Regions from separate parts of the Sus scrofa genome. Here region 1 is linked to region 2. Evidence: chromatin contacts called from public promoter capture Hi-C data. All regions are on one chromosome and are shown on one strand. The core of a region is the stretch at or near the end of the contact, and the rest is flanking DNA. Distances in the headings are between cores, read along the strand shown.

Region 1 (4,787 bases), core at 2,014-4,513, 890 kb after region 2:
TAATTTGTTTTTGAATGTTGTGGCAGAAGTGTATTTCATAATACAGAGCTGTCTTGTAAAATTTGAATCAACGGCACAACTTTGCCAGTTGAGACTGATCCAGGAGTTCCCTGGTAGTTCAGTGGGTTAAGGATTTGGAATTGTCACTGCTGTGGCTCTGATTACTGCTGTGGCATGGGTTTGAACCCTGGCCAGGGAACTTCTGCATGCTGCAGGTGCGGCCAAAAAAAAAAAAAAGAGAGAGAGAGAGAGACTAATCTGGAGGTAACTTTAAAAAAAACCTTTGGAGTTCCCGTCGTGGCTCAGCAGTAATGAAACAGACTAGTATTCATGAGGATGTGGGTTTGATCCCTGGCCTCGCTCAGTGGGTTAAGGATCCAGCGATGCTGTGAGTGTGTTGCAGGGTGCAGACTAGGCTCAGATCCCACGTTGCTGTGGTTTTGGTGCAGGCCAGCAGCTATAGCTCTGATTTGACCCCTAGTCTGGGAACTTCCATATGCTGTGGTATGGCCCTAAAAAGACAAAAAAAAAAAAAAATTACTTTTGGGAGTTCCCGTCGTGGCGCAGTGGTTAACAAATCCGACTAAGAACCATGAGGTTGCAGGTTCGATCCCTGGCCTTGCTCAGAGGATTAAGGATCTGTTATTGCCGTGAGCCGTGGTGTAGGTTGCAGATGTGGCTCAGATCTCATGTTGCTGTGGCTCTGGCGTAGGCCAGTGGCTACAGCTCCAATTAGACCCCTAGCCTGGGAACCTCCATATGCTGTAGGAGCGACCCAAGAAATGGCAAAAAGACAAAAAAAAAAAAAATTACTTTTAGGTGCATGCATATACTTAACACTGGGCTGGCACATTTTGGCAAGACATACAGCTGCAAACATGACATCTCTCATATTAATGTGTTAATAAAGGAGTTAGTAATGATGCTTGGAGCGCTAAATTTAGCAAATAGAGAGAAAGGATGTGTATTTAGTCACATCTAGTCTTTCCATGTAAATAGTGATACCAAGATGCTGGAAGATGCTTAAAAACAGTGTCACGGAAACAATTTCATGTTTCCATGGAAACCTATGCTTGTCTAGAGGTTCACCCTGCAGACTATCTGATACTTGTCTTTCAATATCTGGGAACTATTTTACAATTCTGTAAGTTGGAGGTAAGTGATAGACAAGAAAATTCTGTCCTGTCTGATGAGGTTGAATTGCCCTCCTTCCCAATCCTGTGGGGGAAAAAACCAGCTTGTGTGTCTGCATTTTCCTTTCAACACTCCTTTACTCCATACACGTGTGCCCTTTTTTTTTTGGTCTTTTTTTTTAGGGCTGTACCTGCAGCATATGGAGGTTTTCAGGCTAGGAGTCGAATTGGAGCTGTAGCCGCAAGCCTATGCCACAGGAACACAAGATCCTAGCCGCCTCTGTGACCTACACCACAGCTCACTGCAACGCCTTAACACACTGAGGGAGACCAGGGATTGAAACTGCGTCCTCCCGGATACTAGTCAGATTCGTTTCCGCGAGCCACAATGGGAACTCCCATGTATACACTTTTTAAAATGTTTTTTTGAACTAGTTTTAACATCTGCCTGCTTTTCTCAGTAATTAATGAGTATTATACAACTTTCAACAGGTGTCATTTTCACACCTGTGTGCATCAAGATTTTACCTTTTTCCTGAAAATTACATTGTAGCAAATCAGATTGTCTCACAAACCTTACTTTTGTGCCTAGTCTTTTTCCTTTTTTTTTTTTTTTTTTTGTCTTTTTAGGGTCGCACCTGTGGCATGTGGAGGTTTCCAGGCTATGGATTGAATAGGAGCTGTAGCTGCCAGCCTACACCACAAGCCTCAGCAATGTGGGGTCCCAGCTGCATCTGTGACGTACACCAAAGCTCACTGCTCTCTCTAGAGCCTTGACCCACTGAGCGAGGCCAGGGATCAAACCTGTGTCCTCATGTATACTAGACGGGTTCGTTAACCACTGCGCCACAATGGGAACTCCGCCCTAGTCTTTTTATCTTATTGTCATCTCTCTGCAGAAAAGACCTCTTAAGAAAAAGGTCGGAGTTCCGTTGTGGTGCAGTGGTTAACGAATCCGATTAGGAGCCATGAGGTTGTGGGTTCGATCCCCGACCTTGCTCAGTGGGTTAAGGATCCGGCGTTGCCGTGAGCTGTGGTGTAGGTTGCAGGCGCAGCTTGGATCCCTCCTTGCTGTGGCTGTGGCATAGGCCGGTGGCTACAGCTCCGATTCGACCCCTAACCTGGAAACCTCCATATGCCGTGGGAGCGGCCCAAGAAAAGGCAAAAAGACAAAAAAAAAAAAAAAAAAAAAAGTCATCCTCAATCTGAAATCACACCTTTTCCAATCAGAAGGATCTTAATTTACAAGGCTCTAGCTCTTGGGTCCTAAGATTTTGAATTAAATTCTTGTGGTATCAGGAAGTGGCTGTTTTCCCACCGTTACTGATTTTTCCAATCAACGCTTTTTCCTGTTTACTTTCTCAGCCTTCCTCGGTGGCCAGTGAACCGGTTATCCCAATCTTTGTCAGGTGACCAGACAAAACATGGAGTGTGCGTTAGTGGGGGAGGTCAAGTACGAATATGTAATCATTTATTTTTTAAAAAGCCTGGTTTTGATGTACAGTAAAGAAGTTCCAGGAGTTCCCGTAGTGGCGCAGTGGTTAACGAATCTCACTAGGAATCATGAGGTTGCGGGTTCGATCCCTGGCCTTGCTCAGTGGGTTAAGGATCTGGTGTTGCCGTGAGCTGTGGTGTAGGTCGCAGACGCACCTCGGATATGGCATTGCCGTGGCTCTGGCATAGGCCAGGGTATACAGCTCCGATTCGACCCCTAGCTTGGGAACCCCCATATGCCGCGGGTGCGGCCCTAGAAAAGCCAAAAAGACAAAAAAAAAAAAAAAAAAAGAGAGAGAGAGAGAGAGAGAAAAAAAGTTCCAGAGGTCTCAGGAGTTAGGCGGACACGTAAATCTCCCCGCTGGCGGTCTTGATCCTCCTGGCCCCTCCTTCCCGCTCACTCCCCTCCCTTCTCCTCCCCTCCCCTCCCCTCCCCTCCCTTCCCCTCCCCTCCCTTTCCCTCCCTTCCCCTCCCTTCCCCTCCCCTCCCGGCCTCCCCTCCCCGCCCCTCCACTCTAGTTCCAGCCCCCCCCCGCCCCGCCCCTGGAGGCGGGGGCCGGGGTGGGGGGCGGTGCTGGGAATCCCGGACGGCCACTGGCCCGCCGAGATCCTGCCGCCCTCCGTCACCGCGTCCACTTCCGCCCCGGAAGGAGGCGCCTCCCCCTCGGCTCGCCCCTGACCGTCACCCCTGGGTCCCGCGGGGTTGCAGCGCTGTCGCCTCCGGTCCGGCCTCCTCCGCGCGAGTGGACAGCGGTCTTCAGGCGGCGGGAAGAGGTACGTGCGATTCGCCCGCCCAGGACCGCGCTGCAGGTCCGCTCTGGTTTAACTTGCGCGGGCGGTTGCAGGAGGCAAAGGAAGTCTTTGCCATGTGCACAGGTAATGGACCTGCCAAAATCCATTTTCAACACCTGCTTTTCTCAAAACAGTACATTGTCATCGCAGAAAAGCAACCCCTGCCACCCCCCCTTTGGCATAGTTTCCTGTACTGTTGAGCAGTACATTTTAAGAACAGCGTTTAAATCATACGGTATATAAACCTGTATTCCTTTTTTACACCTAACACAATGTCACCAGCCTTTCCTCTGGGCCACTACTTTTGAGTAACTATTTTTTTAGAGTTGAACATTTTGGTTGTGTAGTTCTTACTACTAACATAAAAGTATGGGGGGGAAATGAGCATATCCGCATCCAGATAGTTCTCCACGCTTTGCAGCATGTATTAAGGATGGCTATTAGGAGAAGAGGTGCCGGGTCTAGGGGTGTGGTGTCCTGGATGAGGCGTACTCATTGCCAGGAAAGACTGTAAGTTTCCCACTCAGCCATGTGGGTCAGGAGGCGAAGCTGTGGCCTCCACGGGCCTTGCTAACACGGGGCATTGGGATTTAGGGTTACTTGCTGATGGAAATGCCACCTGTTGTTTTCAAAGCCCATTTAAAGTAAGGTGGTCAGAAGCGAGCCCAACAGTCCGAGAAAAGGCCAAAGGCAGCCGCGTGATTGGCAAGTTCATGGGCCAATCTATCTTCATCCCATCTGGCTTTCTAATTACTGCTATCAAGGCCCCGTACCCTAAGGAGAACACAACCTTGACTACTGAAAAATAAAAATAATCTGAGGAGCTGATGTTCCTAAACCCATCTAAGGATAAGGAGGGTCTTGCCTTCTCTGATGCAAGATTGAAGGTCAATTGCTGTGCCAACGACAGTGTTTACCCAGGAAATGAAAAGCACCCAGCCTTCCCGTGGCCACCTTCTGTCCTGTATTATCTCTCATTGTTGCTTCTGATGCCCTTACAGGTGTTTCCATTTCTAAATTGCTGCCAGGCTTTAGCCCTAGGTTTCTTTGCTTGTTGCAATCCCATCAACGCCAATCCCTCTTGCTCCTCAAAATCTCTATCTCTGGATTTCCCGTCGTGGCGCAGTGGTTAACGAATCCGACTAGGAGCCATGAGGTTTCGGGTTCGATCCCTGCCCTTGCTCAGTGGGTTAAGGATCCGGCGTTGCCGTGAGCTGTGGTGTAGGTCGCAGACGCGGCTCAGATCCCGTGTTGCTGTGGCTCTGGCGTAGGCTGATGGCTGCAGTTCCGATTGGACCCCTAGCCTGGGAACCTCCATATGCCGTGGGAGCGGCCCAAGAAAAGGCAAAAAAAAAGACCAAAAAAAAA
Region 2 (4,987 bases), core at 273-2,772:
CCAACCGCCTTAAGGGTAAGATTTCCAATTCCAAGAGCTATCACCCCTAACGCACCGAGCTTAGGCTCCACAGAGGTCAAATGTATACTCTAACTGGGCACCAAGGTTTCCATTCCAATTTCAAATTTTAACTTACACATGCTGGCTAGATCTGAAACGCCTCAAAGTGCAACCTCATTTTCCTCGACTATAAAACGAGGAAGTCAAACAATCTTCTCCAAGGTCTTTCTCGAAAGTCTGCCCCAATTAAAAAATGAAGCAAAGATTCAAGATATCAAGGCCTAACTTCCTGCTGGTGGGAATTTCCCATCGTCAGCCTACTACGTTTCAAATCTGACAGCACACTGTCCAGGTTCAGTTGCACTTAGTCATTTTATTCTGTCGTTTCCCCAGAAGCTTTTAAGGCAGCACGTCCGTCAGCCACCTGTAGGAAAACCTGTCGCAAGGAGGCCCAAACCCTTTCTCTTCCTTGGTCACAGACCCACGCCCAACCCTTGTCTCCCTGGAAGCCCACAACTGGCCCAACTACAAATGCCGCTGCAGTCGACCTTCCGAGGCTGGTACTGTCCCCAGGGACTAGTGCTCTGGGGGCAAAGGTGCCCTGGAGCCGCACACGGCGCTGCAACAAAGACTACAATAGACTTGGGGGACGAGGAGTCAGGTGGCCTGCGTTCAAATTCCTGTCCCTAACGATCTGTGTTCGACCGTGTCACTCCACCGCTGGGCCTTCGAATCCGCTGTAAACATTAGAAAATCATGGTACCTACCTCATCGGGACATTGCGGGACTAAAGGGGAAACACACAAGGTGCGCACGACTGTGCCTGGCACAGAGGGAGGGCTTAGAAGATGAGTAGTTAGTACTATCATCATTCGACATCCACGAAGTCGCTGCTTACCCTTCACTCGCTGTAAAAGCTTGGGGGGCAGCACTTCTGCTTCCCGAGTCCAGAAATTCTCATCGCACTTTCGTGCCCCCCCCCCCCCATAAAAGCCTTCTCTGGTCTGGGATTAAGCTGGAGCTACAGCCAGGAAAGGACTCGGATGGCGCGTGGGGGTGCGGGCGGGAAAAGCTGGCGAGCTCGCCGCGCGGGGCCCCAGGCCCTCGAGAGCACTCTGGGGCTCGGGCGGCGGCTGCGGCTCGCTCTCGCCCCGCGTGGCCGTTGGGCGCGGCACGCGCACGCCGCGAACGCGGACACGGCCACGCGCGCCGGCCGGTGGGGGCGGGGGGCGGAGAGCTCCTGCGCGCCCGTGCGCCTGCCGCGCGCGCCTGCGGCCGTTGGGGCGGAGGTGGGGAGGGGGAGCTCGCACAGTCGCCGTTCGGACGTCTCCCTCTCACCTCTGCCCCAGCTCGCCCTCCTACCGGTCCAGCCCCGCCCACACCCTGCCGTACCTGCACGGCTGAACGGGAGAGGAACAAGCTCTGCTCCACCGCAAGGCAAAAGGCAAATACCCTTCACGCAACTGCGTCCGCACACACGCGTGCTCCGTCGCCGGGCTATATAACCGAGACTCAGACTAACTTGTTGCGGCCAAGTCGGGCAGGCTAGTGGCCAATCCCGACGGCGTCCTCTGAGCTCTTCGCGCAGCAATTGGGTACTGACTCAGGATGAAGGCGTGGCTCTTGATTGGCTTTGACTTTTGCCTATGAGCCTGTAAGGATCTCGTTTCCCTAGTGACGGATTGGCACTGAGAGAGACCAATAACGGAAAGGTACGGTGGGGAAGGGGCTGGGAACTTCTTTGACCGATATCCACGGTAGCCAATAAGTGCGTGCAGCCGTTCCCATTCGTTAAAACGTCTTCCCCTGGGCGGAGATCCGTTTTCCATGCAGGAGCGGTTGATCCACAAGGTGGGGCCCTTGTACTTTGGGGAAGTAAACCCCAAGCAACTAGGAGGTGGGCGCCAGGGTGGCTGGGGGGCCCCGGCCCAATCGCAGCGCGGAAAAGAGGTGATTGACGCCGGGGTTGAACGGTACCGAGGAGGCTGAGCCCCGGGGGCCGCCTTGCCTTCTGGGGAGGTTCTGAGGCTTTCTTGGCCCCGGCTTCTGTCCTTTTCCCTTTCCTTTCTTCACTTGTTGGGTGCGGTCCCTGAGGCCCCCTTCTCCCGCTTTTCCCGCACAATTTGGTACCAGCCGAACCAGATGGTGAAGTTTCCCGTTGCTTTATTTTATTTTTTTCCTCTTATGCCAACTTTTTTATTTCCACGCGGCCGCCTAAGGGCACTTGCTGGTTCTCAGCATTAGTCAGCACTATTACTGGACAACCGTTCAAGGAAAGCCAGAGGAGAAGGTAACTCCCGTTGTGTACCTAAGGGCTTGTAAAAAGGTCGCACGTGAAAACTGTTGACTTTGAGGACACTCGTTTCTACTCTGCCCTTCTGGGCAAGTGCTGCTGCAGGTCGGCTAGTGGGTGTTGACCGAGGAACAAGAGTTTGTTCATTCTCCCGGCAGCTTGGCCCTTCCTGTAACATCCTGTGCGTCACCACCATTGTCATTCCCATTTCCAGTTGCCCTAGGTGTGGGGCCTTATTTCTTGTAGTCGTTACATCTTGAAAAGGTAGTTTGTCAAACTCCTATGGACACCCCAAAGCGTCCCTAAAACACCAGAGGCTAAGTGACGCTCCAGCCCGGTCCTGTCCACGTCTTCTAGCCTTTTGTTAGGCCCTCTATTGGTCACCCTGAGCATTTCACATGGAAATACAGAGACACGCCTCGTTTGAGTCTCCTTTGCAGGCACGTGGTCCTGGGGAGGGTCTCAAAATTTTGTAAATTTGGAAATAATGCACGTGGAGCCTCTGCTGGGGGCGAAAGGACAGGGGAGGCAGCCTGGTGGGGTCGGGGTGCAGCCCCAGAAGCTAAATGGGAGCGTCCCTCTGCCCCCCGCCCCCCAAGCCCCACTCCTGCATCAGCCTCTCTCATTCAGCACTTAATGAACTCCAGGGGCTGGGGTCAGGGATGATCAAGATGCTGCTGACCCTGCTTGCTGCCACCCATTGAACAAACCAGGGCCTGGAAGCTCCTCCGCGAGCTCGGGGAAACTGGGGAAGGGGCATATGGGACTTTGGGGGCAAGGAAGGGATCTCGGCTCAGAGGAGAGGATCCGCCACAGGTTTTCTGATTTAAGGAACCTCCAGGATCTCGTTAGCCTTACTAAGGAATTTGGACTTTACTCGGAGGGAGATGAGGAGCCCGTGAAAGATTTCTTAAAAGGTGGACGAGGACATTTGCAGGTTTTTTTTTTTTTTTTAGGCCCCCCCCCCCAGCATATGGAAGTTCCCAGGCTAGGGGTCAAATCAGAGCTATAGCTGCTGACCTACAGCACAGCCGCAGCAACACCAGATCCGAGCCATGTCTGCGACCTGCACCACAGCTCATGGCAATGCAGGCTCCTCACTGAGCAAGGCCAGGGATCGAACCCACATCCTTAGAGATACTAGTTGGATTCGTTTCTGCTGCACCACAACAGGAACTCTGACATTCGCAGTTTTCAAGACAACTTTACAAACTGAACTGCTAATCAGAGCAGACTGGCTGTGAATCTTGGAATTCACAGATGAGGTTATTTAACCCAGGCAGCCTGTGATTGGGCTATTCTTAATCACATTTGGAGGGAATTTTAAATGATATAGCTGTTTTTGTAAGGCTCTTTGGCAATCTGTTAAAATTGTGTATGTGGGCGTTCGAGTCATGGCTCATCGGAAATGAATCTGACTAGCATTCATGAGGACGCAGGTTCAATCCTTGGCCTCAATCAGTGAGTAAAGAATCTAGTGGTACCTTGAGTTATGTAGGTCGCAGACGAGGCTTGGATCTGGTGTTGCCATGGCTGTGGTGTAGGCCACAGCTACAGCCTCAATTTGACCCCTATCCTGGGAACCTCCATATGCCACAGGTGCAGCCCTAAAAAAAAAAAGATAAAATTGTCTATACCACCCTTCTTGCAAAATAGACACATTTCTAGAGTGTTCATTATACGCACTGTCAGCTTTGTTAGGATATTTAGAAACTGAAAATGTAGTTGCTTATCAGTTTGCAAACAGATTAATCAGTGACATGCCGACAATATAGAATATTATGTAGCATTTTGAAGGAGAGCAAGATAGGAGTTCTCTCCTGGCACAGCAGGTTAAAGGTCCAGCATTGCCTGCAGTGTCTTGGATAGCTACTGTGGTGTAGGTTTCCAGCCCTGGCCTGGAAACTTCCAAATGCTGCAGGTGTGGCCAAGGAATAAAAAATAAATAAAAATATAAAAGAGAGGAGTTCCAGAGTCCCGTTGTGACTCAGTGGTTAATGAATCCGACTAGGAACCATGAGGTTGCGGGTTTGATCCCTGGCCTCGATCAGTGGGTTAAGGATCCAGTGTTGCCATGAGCTGTGGTGTAGGTCGAAGATCCCGAGTTGCTGTGGCTCTGGCGTAGACCAGAGGCTACAGCTCCGGTTAGACCCCTAGCATGGGAACCTCCATATGCTGCAAGTGCAGCCCTAGAAAAGCCAAAAAAAAAATGGAGTTCCTGTTGTGGCTTTGTGGGTTAAGAACCTGACATAGTGCCCATGAGGATGCAGGTTAAGGATAAGGCATTGCCACCCACGAGTCACAGATGCAGCTCCGATGCGCCATTGCTATGGCTGTGGTATAGGCCTCAGCTGCAGTTTCGATTTGACCCCTAGCCTGGGAACATCCATATGCCACAGGTGTGGCCATAGGGGGCGAAAAAGTGAACTATATAGCTATGAAGCTGGTCTCCAGTTTTTTTGTTTATTTGATTGTTCGCGGGGTTTTTTTGGGGGGGTCTCTTTAGGACCACACCCATGACATATGGAAGTTCCTAGGTAGGGGTCAAATTGGAGCTGCAGCTGTCAGCCTACACCACAGCCACAGCAACGTGGGATCCGAGTCCAGTCTGCAACTTACACCACAGCATGTAGCAACGCCAGATCTTTAACCCACTGAGCATGGCCGTGGATTGAACCCAAGTCATGGATACTG

The links. Promoter capture Hi-C pulls out the DNA fragments that hold promoters and counts their contacts.
Region 1: a contact with region 2 is called in a promoter capture Hi-C map of fetal liver, with 2.9 times the contacts expected there. The contact joins the promoter of CMBL here to the promoter of G3BP1 in region 2. A contact is called at or near these places in 1 of 5 promoter capture datasets (fetal liver), 2 of 47 Hi-C or Micro-C datasets (heart right ventricle and liver) and 1 of 2 datasets of contacts at active chromatin or transcription factors (alveolar macrophages).

The regions. Positions count from the first base shown.
Region 1 is chr16:72,167,567-72,172,353 of Sscrofa11.1, forward strand. CMBL (carboxymethylenebutenolidase homolog) reads left to right here and starts at 3,264. Exons shown (of 6, transcript NM_001244350.1): 1 at 3,264-3,401.
Region 2 is chr16:71,274,562-71,279,548 of Sscrofa11.1, forward strand. It overlaps G3BP1 (G3BP stress granule assembly factor 1), which reads right to left and starts at 1,523. Exons shown (of 12, transcript NM_001205405.1): 1 at 1,393-1,523. LOC100514500 reads left to right here and starts at 2,168. Exons shown (of 2, transcript XR_002339616.1): 1 at 2,168-2,290.